Linked DNA regions of Anas platyrhynchos: regions 2 and 3 are each linked to region 1. A link is a contact called in public Hi-C data. All regions are on one chromosome and are shown on one strand. The core of a region is the stretch at or near the end of the contact, and the rest is flanking DNA. Distances in the headings are between cores, read along the strand shown. Region 1 holds the start of EPS8 (EGFR pathway substrate 8, signaling adaptor). Region 2 overlaps EPS8 (EGFR pathway substrate 8, signaling adaptor). Region 3 overlaps EPS8 (EGFR pathway substrate 8, signaling adaptor).

Evidence for each region. A called contact is a pair of places that touch in the nucleus more often than the background predicts.
Region 2: a contact with region 1 is called in a Hi-C map of subcutaneous adipose tissue, with 2.3 times the contacts expected there. The contact joins the enhancer-like site here to the promoter of EPS8 in region 1. A contact is called at or near these places in 3 of 8 Hi-C or Micro-C datasets (liver, skeletal muscle and subcutaneous adipose tissue).
Region 3: a contact with region 1 is called in a Hi-C map of skeletal muscle, with 1.5 times the contacts expected there. The contact joins the enhancer-like site here to the promoter of EPS8 in region 1. A contact is called at or near these places in 2 of 8 Hi-C or Micro-C datasets (both in skeletal muscle).

Annotation. Positions count from the first base shown.
Region 1 is chr1:66,506,956-66,509,724 of IASCAAS_PekinDuck_T2T, reverse strand. EPS8 (EGFR pathway substrate 8, signaling adaptor) reads left to right here and starts at 1,359. Exons shown (of 22, transcript XM_072040290.1): 1 at 1,359-1,644. It overlaps LOC101803430 (a long non-coding RNA gene), which reads right to left. Exons shown (of 4, transcript XR_011810443.1): 1 at 2,592-2,769; 2 at 470-546; 3 at 1-97.
Region 2 is chr1:66,424,160-66,426,928 of IASCAAS_PekinDuck_T2T, reverse strand. The region is part of intron 4 of EPS8 (EGFR pathway substrate 8, signaling adaptor); the gene reads left to right. Among named protein-coding and RNA genes, the nearest start is that of EPS8, 83 kb to the left of the region's middle. Within about 2 kb of position 1,443, at least 1 of the 8 cell types and tissues checked has an H3K27ac peak or open chromatin away from gene starts, as enhancers often do.
Region 3 is chr1:66,442,649-66,445,417 of IASCAAS_PekinDuck_T2T, reverse strand. All of the region lies in intron 2 of EPS8 (EGFR pathway substrate 8, signaling adaptor), which reads left to right. Among named protein-coding and RNA genes, the nearest start is that of EPS8, 64 kb to the left of the region's middle. Within about 2 kb of position 1,372, at least 1 of the 8 cell types and tissues checked has an H3K27ac peak or open chromatin away from gene starts, as enhancers often do.

The DNA.
Region 1 (2,769 bases), core at 110-2,609:
GAAATGCCAGTTCAGATGTCAGTGCTCCTGTGAGTGCTCATTCACACGAATGACCGAGGTGACCTCTCCATAACCTGATTTCTGAAGGTTTGAAGGTCTGTTGGAAACAGACTTCCTGTTATCAAGATAAGTGGAGGGTATCTATGCACTCATTCCCTGTTTAGGTGCACGAAAGCTGCTTCAATCCTCCCTCCCCACCCCCATAACTTCACTGAAGTTCTTTTTTCTCTTTCCTGCTTCCTGGAGAGCCCTCTGGACCAGAAAAAGTAGCAGGGACAGAGCCATCAGGAGAAGACCCAGTGCTACGAGGGGCTTTTGGAGTTCAGAGCTAGGAAGGAGAAGCTGGCTGAACTGCTTTGCTTTTTCTCCTAGGTTTTTTGAAGCTGGGTTGAGGTGAACTCCCAAACAACTGCGGGCTGAGGCCCCACCTCTCCTGCCTGATCCGCAGGCTCTGGTTACTGTCTCTTACCTGGTTCATTGGAGCCTGCAGTAAGCCTCATGCTTGCGTGCTGCCCACTGCCTTTGTCTCTGAACCTGCCCAGGAGCCTGGTGAAATAACACAGTATGCAGCACTCAGGTCTTATTCTCAGGAAGATTTGCCAAACAGCCCCAGGTCAAGCATGAGCTAGCATTGCTTTAGAAGAGTATCAGCAACCAAACCACTGCAAACAGTAGCCGAGAAATATTTTCCTTTCGCCTTTTTGAGAAAGTGTTTGGGAAAAACGTTGTCTTTGCTGGAGAAGCTGTCAGGGGCATGACTCTGGCAGTGATGGCTCTGACTTCACCTGCCTCTGCAAATGAGTCATGGAGTGTTATAAAATCCAAGGACCTGCCAAGTCTCATTTCTTGGAACTAAGTGGAAATTGTAGAAAGCAGATGCTCTTTCACTAGTTTATACTTCTTCCGTGTGTTTTTTTTTGAGGAGGGCTGGCAATCAGAGAAACATTGCAGCATAAAGGACCTGTTGCTATGTTTCAATAACCGTGCCTCAATCCTGCAAATGGCTGTATGGATGGTTCAGACCTTCAGAGACTGGACTTCTTAATTTTGCTCTTTGTGAGGGATCTTGGAGAAACCTGGAAGCAGACCTGGGAACATAACTAAACAGGTTTTTAAGCCTTGCAAGCCAGTTTCACGGTATCAAAAACCAGGAACTGAACCTCAAAAAACTAGGTTAGCTATTTTATATGCTACCTGAAGGGGGGGTCATTCTTTTGTTTGTGTGTTTGATGCAGCCGAAAAATTAGTTTTCTAGCTTCTCTATGGAGTCACAAAAGACAGAAAGTTACTTGGAAGTGAAATCAGTGAAAATTGACATTCTTAAGGACTAGCCTGATCATAGTGGTGCAAATGGCTCATTATAAAAGTCATGAACGTGGCACCAACGTAGTGTCAGGGCTTTGGCTACCTGTCAGCACACCAGGAGTACCTGTGCACGGGACTATTCCCCCATGCAGAGCGAAAGACACATGCAAATTGTCAGGGCTGGGAGCGATGCGGTGCCAGATGGAAACAACATAAACAGCTGGGAGATTTCATCCGGGATTTCCATTGAGGACAGGAGACTTTTGTTCGTGTAGCCGACTCGTTCTACAGTCGGTTTAGAGACACCTACATCTTCGGGGATTTTGCTTTGGAGTCTGGGTAGGTTTTGTGCGTGGCTTTTTTTTTTTTTTTTTTTCGGTAAATGCTTTAGATCGTTTTAAGCAACTCTCATCCCGGCTGCGGGGAGGTGCTCTAAGTAAAGTACACCGGCGTTTTGCAACTGACCAGCAAACCTCGACAGGGCGACGGAGCAGCAGGGGCTCGGCGGGCGGCCGCGCACCGCCACCGCCGGGCTCCGCGGGCCCGCCCCGGCCGGGGGCTGGGACCGGGGCCGGGACCGGGGCCGGGACCGGGGCTGGGGCCGTGGCCGGGGCCGGGGCGGGGCGGCGGGCCGGCAGAGGGAGCTCGGCATCGCTCCGCTCCGCTCCGCTGCGCGGCTGCTCCCGCTGCCCGGCGCCCTCCCCGCGCCGCTCGGGCACTTTGTCCGCGCCTGCCGCCCCTGCCCCCGGCCGGCGGCGGCGGGGAGCACCCCGGATCCCCCCCGGATCCCTCCTGGATCTCCCCCGAATCCCTCCCGGATCCCCCCACCGGCCGCCGCGTCGCCTCGAGCGGGAGGAAGGCGCCCGCGGAAGGTAAGGGTCTGGCGGGGAGGGGATTGCCTTGGCCCCGGCGTCGGCGCCCCCCACCCCTCTTTATTCTGCCCCCTCTCTTTTCTTCTGCCCCAACCCTCTTTATTCTGGGCTCGTAACATGGCGAGCGAGGTGCGGGGCGCTTGCCCCAGCCTCCTCCAGGTGCCGCTGGGGCTGCTGCTGCCGCCCGTCCTCCTCAGTGGGAAACTGCCCCCGAGTCCCCCGGGCGAGCTCAGGACAACGCTTTGGGAGCAGGGGACGGAGCCTCGGCCGCAGCCCTTCCCCGCGTACACCTGCGGGGGTCCCCGTGGAGATGCTCACGGGCGCTTTCCCCCGGCGGGGTGCCACCTGCGCGCACCTTGTCCCCCGGGGAGGGTCTCCGGCCGTGCCCCCGAGCTCCGCCACCTCCCTCCTCACCTCCTCCCAGGTGGCCAGCCCGGCTCTCCCCGCCGCTCGCCCATTTTTCCGGAGTCTAAGGTGTTTTTTTCCCGAGGTGGCGTGTGTTGGTGGTGGGTGGCGAGGAGCAGCTGTCGGGTGGGATAATCCTGCGGTGCGTGCCCGTGTTGCTTTGGTGCTCTGCCCTGCCGGCTGCCTT
Region 2 (2,769 bases), core at 194-2,693, 83 kb after region 1:
CCTGTGTATGTTCACTCAACATACTAATTATGCGTTCTGACAGAAAGAGTAGGTGGTAACAGAAACCAGCAAGAGACATTCTGATGATTATTTCATCTGCAGATTATTTTTTTGGCATGCATTTCACTATTTTCATTTTATATCATCCTAATCATTTTTCAAAAGTGCCTGTTTTGAATGATGTGGCAGTAGTAGCAAGTATTTTAGCCATGTCCTTTAATCTTTGTGGGCTTTTAAAATGATACCTGTATGAGGTTTTTCATGTCAAACATCATGGAATATTTGTATGTAAGTAGAATATGGGGACAAGTGAGTAAATTTGAAACATATAACAGTAAACAGCCTTTTACTTCTGAAATAATTGAATTCAAGTATTATTTGAAAATACTTGCTGTTTAACTACTGCGTTACAGGTGGCTACTATAAAATGAGTTGTTAATTTTGTTTTACTGCCATTGCTAGTAGATAGATCAAAAAATTGCAGTAGCAATTGACAAGAACTGAATGAAGTAGAAGATCCAGTTATCCCGGAGATTCAAGTAAAGATACATTTTCACAACCTTTAGAGAGGGGTTTGCACATTTTACTGCTTCTGCTCAGTTTTATATACATAAACTAGGTATGTCAGTATCACCAACTGTATGAGCTGGAGTAAACAAGAAAAATACCTAAAACCTTCCTCAAATTCTAGGCACTTATATATTACTTTTAGGAATTGTGTTACCATTCTGCTGCATCTGTCATGTGTCTTCAATGTTTTTTCCTTTGTCATGCTTAGGAATTTTGTGCATTCTGTCCCAATGGAGTGGGAAGCAGTTAAATATAAAATATTTTATTATTAATTTATATTTAATAGCTAATGTATGTGTTTTGTTTGACCTGTGAGACTGAAAGACTATGAGCAGATTGAAGGCTCTCTTTTTTTTTTTATGTATATGTATACTTCATGCAACTATACCAGTTATGTTAATACTTCAAGCCTATGTATTTAATAGATTCACTTATAGATATCTAATTAGTTTTAGTGGAAATAACATGGACCACATTGTGTTTTTTTGTTTTGTTTTGTTTTATGAAAGGTGGCAATGTAATGCTAGCAGCAAATTTTGTTCATGACAAACTTCCTTTTCTGGAAGTCATTTTCTGAATGTTATTTGGACTAAAGTGCACCTATCCATGGATATCAAGAGGTAGAAATGGTACCTGAGCTCCTAAGTCACCACTAAATCTTGAATGCAATTTTTTCCAGTCACAGTGAAGATCTTAAAACATCTATCTATCTATCTATCTGTCTATATACATATGTGTATATATACATCATGGCATGAAGTTTAACTGTTGAGTCCCAGTGCTTATTTTGGTAAGGTCATTCATGATTATTCAGTCCTTCAGGCTTCAGGAAGAAGGCTGACTGCACTGCTGATTGGGAAAAGAGGCTGGAGTTTTATTTGTGTTACAGACAGTTTGGTTAAAAAACAGACTGCAGCCATTGCTATCTCTGATGTGGTTACCTGATAGCAAAAACTTGTTTGCAACTGCCTTTTCCTGTGTCAAATAATCTCTGTTTTGACGCATTTCCTGCCTGAAATGAAATCTTTTCTATTTGCATGATAAATGTCTCCCTGACCTAAGAGAAAGGATGCCCTCTACACATTCTTAGGGTTTTTATTTCATTATTCAATTCCTCATCTCTCCATCTGAAATGGGTTTTGGCTCATACTGTCATCTGTTGTTCTAGCATTAGCTTCTCCATCTGTCTTCTGCTGTTCAGCACACAGGGAGACGTGTAGCATCGGTTGGATCCAATAGCCAGTGCTGCACTGGGAGTTTGCCAGTGAGTGACAAATTGCGGAGCAGCCCCCTTTCCCAGCAGTCATAAGCTAGTGTTTCACTCCAAATCGTTGGACTGTTATTCAGTACAGAATTGGAAGATTTTATGAAAGTAACTGCATCAGAAAAGACCAGGTGTTTTATATATTGTGTTTATATTCCCATGGCCATGATTAGGTGCTAGCAATGAAATTGCATGTGTATCTTTGTATTACTCAAATACCTCATTCAGAGTAAGAAATGTAGTGTAATAGGGGTCTGTTAAAATAAGCCAGCCGTGTAACATTCTTGTGTTATTTGATACTCAAATGAATTAAACTAACAATTGACTTCTAAACAATACACCTTCTCTGATAGCTAGCTGCATGTAGCCATCAGGGAGAATGATAGCGAGAGTTTCTGAAAGTGATAGTGTTTACTCCTCTGATACTGACATTTGTTTTTAAATCAAGTTTTGACCTTTCTCCTTGGAGGTGTAGATCACAACTTCTGCACTTTGCTCTGAGTCTCAGTTTTCTCCAGCTGCTGCAATATATTCTTAAAGGTGTATCAGCAATCAGTCCAATGCAACCATAAATATACAGTAGTACTACGTATTGTGGTTTTCTGCTTGTCAATGTGTGGTAATAATTTACAGTTGTATCAGGATTTGTAGGGTAGTTTGTGAGACACTTAGTCCATCTCCATGTGGATTGCTATCTAATTTCAGAGCTTTGTCTCTTTTTACACTATATAGACATTTTCCAGTTTCCTTACGGAAGGGTAAGATAGGATTCACTGTTATCCTTCTTTTCACTATCATAACTGGAGTGCTGATAACTTTTATTACATCTTTGATGCAATTATCAGGGGAAGTCTTTGCACAGGAACTCTTCGTTTCTGTTTTATGCTCTAGGCACTGAAAATTTGTTTGTACCTAAACATAGCATAGCCCTAACC
Region 3 (2,769 bases), core at 123-2,622, 64 kb after region 1:
GAGTAAATTTCCCTTCTAAAGCTTCTCTGCTAGTTTGGAGTATTGAAAGAGTCCAATCATTTCTTCTGATTTAGGTTTTTAAATCAAGCAGGACTAATATTTTGGGCGTTCTGAGCAGAACTATCCATGACCATTAATGCTCAAATTACCCAGTGTGGGATTTAATCCTGGGAATGAGCATATTGTGGTGAAATAAATTATTTTCTGAGGTATTTGGAAGTGAGTCGTAAAGATGACAAAAACATCCAGCTGACTGCACTACTGTGCACAGAAATATTACTCATGCCATGTTTTTCTTTGAGAATCATCCTGGTATGAGTCCCTTGATTGTTATGAAATTGGAATCTTTTTCAAAATCAGTGTTAAGAAAAGGCCGATGGAAGCTGATTGATTGATCTATGGCTTCTTCATTTCCTTTCCCCTCTCTGGAAAGAGGGTAGAGGTTGAGAAGTGAAACTGTAGCTTCATTGGGAGAGAGACTGTTTTGCATCGCATGAAGCTCTTTTACACTTTTTTTACACTTCTAATTCATATCTTAGCATATCTTGTAGCTGACTGAAAAATTATTTCAGTTTCCAGGCAGTGTCTGTCTTAGAAATGTGTTGTGACTTTACCTGTTGCATCCCACTTCTAAAAAGTTCTGAAATGTCAACTTGTCTTCTAACAGGGTTTTCAGTAATTTTGGTAACATTATGGACCTCCTTTTTCTACTTTTATTTTAATTTGAAATATTGAGCTGTGGCTTCAAGTATTTCTTATATTAGCAATCAACTTTCAAGTGTTTATCTTCTGTGTACAGCAAGCCAGGGATTAAAAAAAAAAAAAAAAGAAAAAGAAAAGAGAAGAAGTGAGATTTTTTCCTCTTCCCATCTTTGTAGGCTTGGGGAGAGCAACACAACTAAGTTTATTTTTGTGGGATATGGACAGAAGGCAAAATATATTATTAAAAAATACAGTGTAGAAATGCATTTCTCTCTAGATAATATACAAATACTCAAAACCACATTTTACTGCTTACAGTTGCCTTGTGGCTTGAAATATATCCCAAATTCCTCAAGTTCTGTGCAATCTTTTCTCTTTTATAGAGGAATGAAAATGCATGAATTTGGAGCTGTGGCTTCTGCCTCCACCCCTCCTAGCCCTCTGCTCCTGAGCAGGGGGTGTCCAAAAGCCATTTCTGGTTAATGAAGCACCCTGTGCTCAGGCCAATAGCGTGAGTTAGGAATGAGAGATTTATTCCGTTCCTTGCCTCAGCTTGGAAAGTTTGGAAAATCATCTCTGGAAAAGCATTTGCAGTCAGTTTGGCAGTAGCTTGTATATCACTTGTGCCTAGTTTTCTGCATCATGTGTATCATCCTGCTTTGGAGTGCACTAGAGCATGACAAGGAGAGCTAGATAATAACAGCCTAACATAAGGGAAGTGCAAAGTACATGACCCTACACTGTACGCTCTTCCATTTCATGAGCACATCCAGAAGCTTCTCATCTCCTCCTGAAAAAGCCCTCATTAGAGCATCCTTATTATTATATATAGAGGGCAATTTAAAGACTTGCTTGGTAACCACTCAAAGAAAGTGAAATCTGCTGGAGTTTAGTGCGTTTGATTTAACTGCAGAGAACGAAGAGGCTGTGTGATGTATACCAGAAGTTCGAAAGGAGGGCCATTGATGCCGCTGGCAGAGTGCTGCCAGATCACTTTGTCCTTTCCTGGTCACAGACCAGAGCCCTCTGGTCATGTGCATTGCAGCTGCATGGCTGCATCTGCTAATGATTAAAAGCAAAACGGATGTTTAGTGTTGCTTGAGCTTCTAGATTGCACCAAGCTGGAGGAAGAGAGTGGTGCCTGGCAAACTGGTGCCTCTGCTTCAAGCTGCCGTGAAAGTGTTCGTGCAGGAGAGGGGATGCTCTGTGCATGCTGAGGAGCAGCCATCTGCTAAGCAGTCCAAAGCCTGGCCAAGGAGCCCCTGGAGCTCACCAGTTGATCTGGGCAGCTGGAGAAGACGTTAGGACACTGTTGTTTTTGTCTGTCTGTATGTTAATGGACACCCTCCCTCCCCACAGTTGATAATTTTCTCATATGTTCTTCATGGAGGCATGTGAATATTCTGAGGAATTCTTCCAAACTGAGCTGTTTGTGTTCTTGACTGGGAAAAGGCAGAATGAGGAAGATGGGGACAGCAGGGCTGGATTTGAAATTTTCCTGCAGATGCCCTGATTTGAGCCTAAAAATGCATGCACTTTTTCCCCATTCCTAGAGCAGAAGCACTTGGTATTTCCCCAAATGAGTGTTGATATTAGCATGACTCAAGGCTGTCACTGCAAACCCTGTGCACCTTTTCTTTAGCCAGGTATGAGAATCCAAACCAAGGGCCCCTGCAAACGCCTTGCACTATCAGGTGTGATTCAATTAACGTTTCTCTATCACAATTTTTACAGGGTAGAAGAGGACCTGATGGGTGCAGGTGCTGCAGGGTTGTGTGAGCAAGAGCAGGTGGTGGTTGTGCCCTCAGAGGACCCTCCTGTGCATCAGATGCACTTTCTTTCCTTTGGGTACTAGATTTTCAAGAGGAGCTGCTCCAGCAGTTGAACTGGAGAGCAGTCAAGGCTTGTGCCCAGGGGAGGGGTCTGGTCACAGGAAAAGGGCTGAATTCGCCTTCCTTCTCCATCTCTACCTTCTGTAATCCTCCACCTCCTCGAGCTGATTAGAGCACCCAGCTGACCCTGTTTTTATGTTTTAAAATGGGCACATACATCTCCCACTAACGTCAC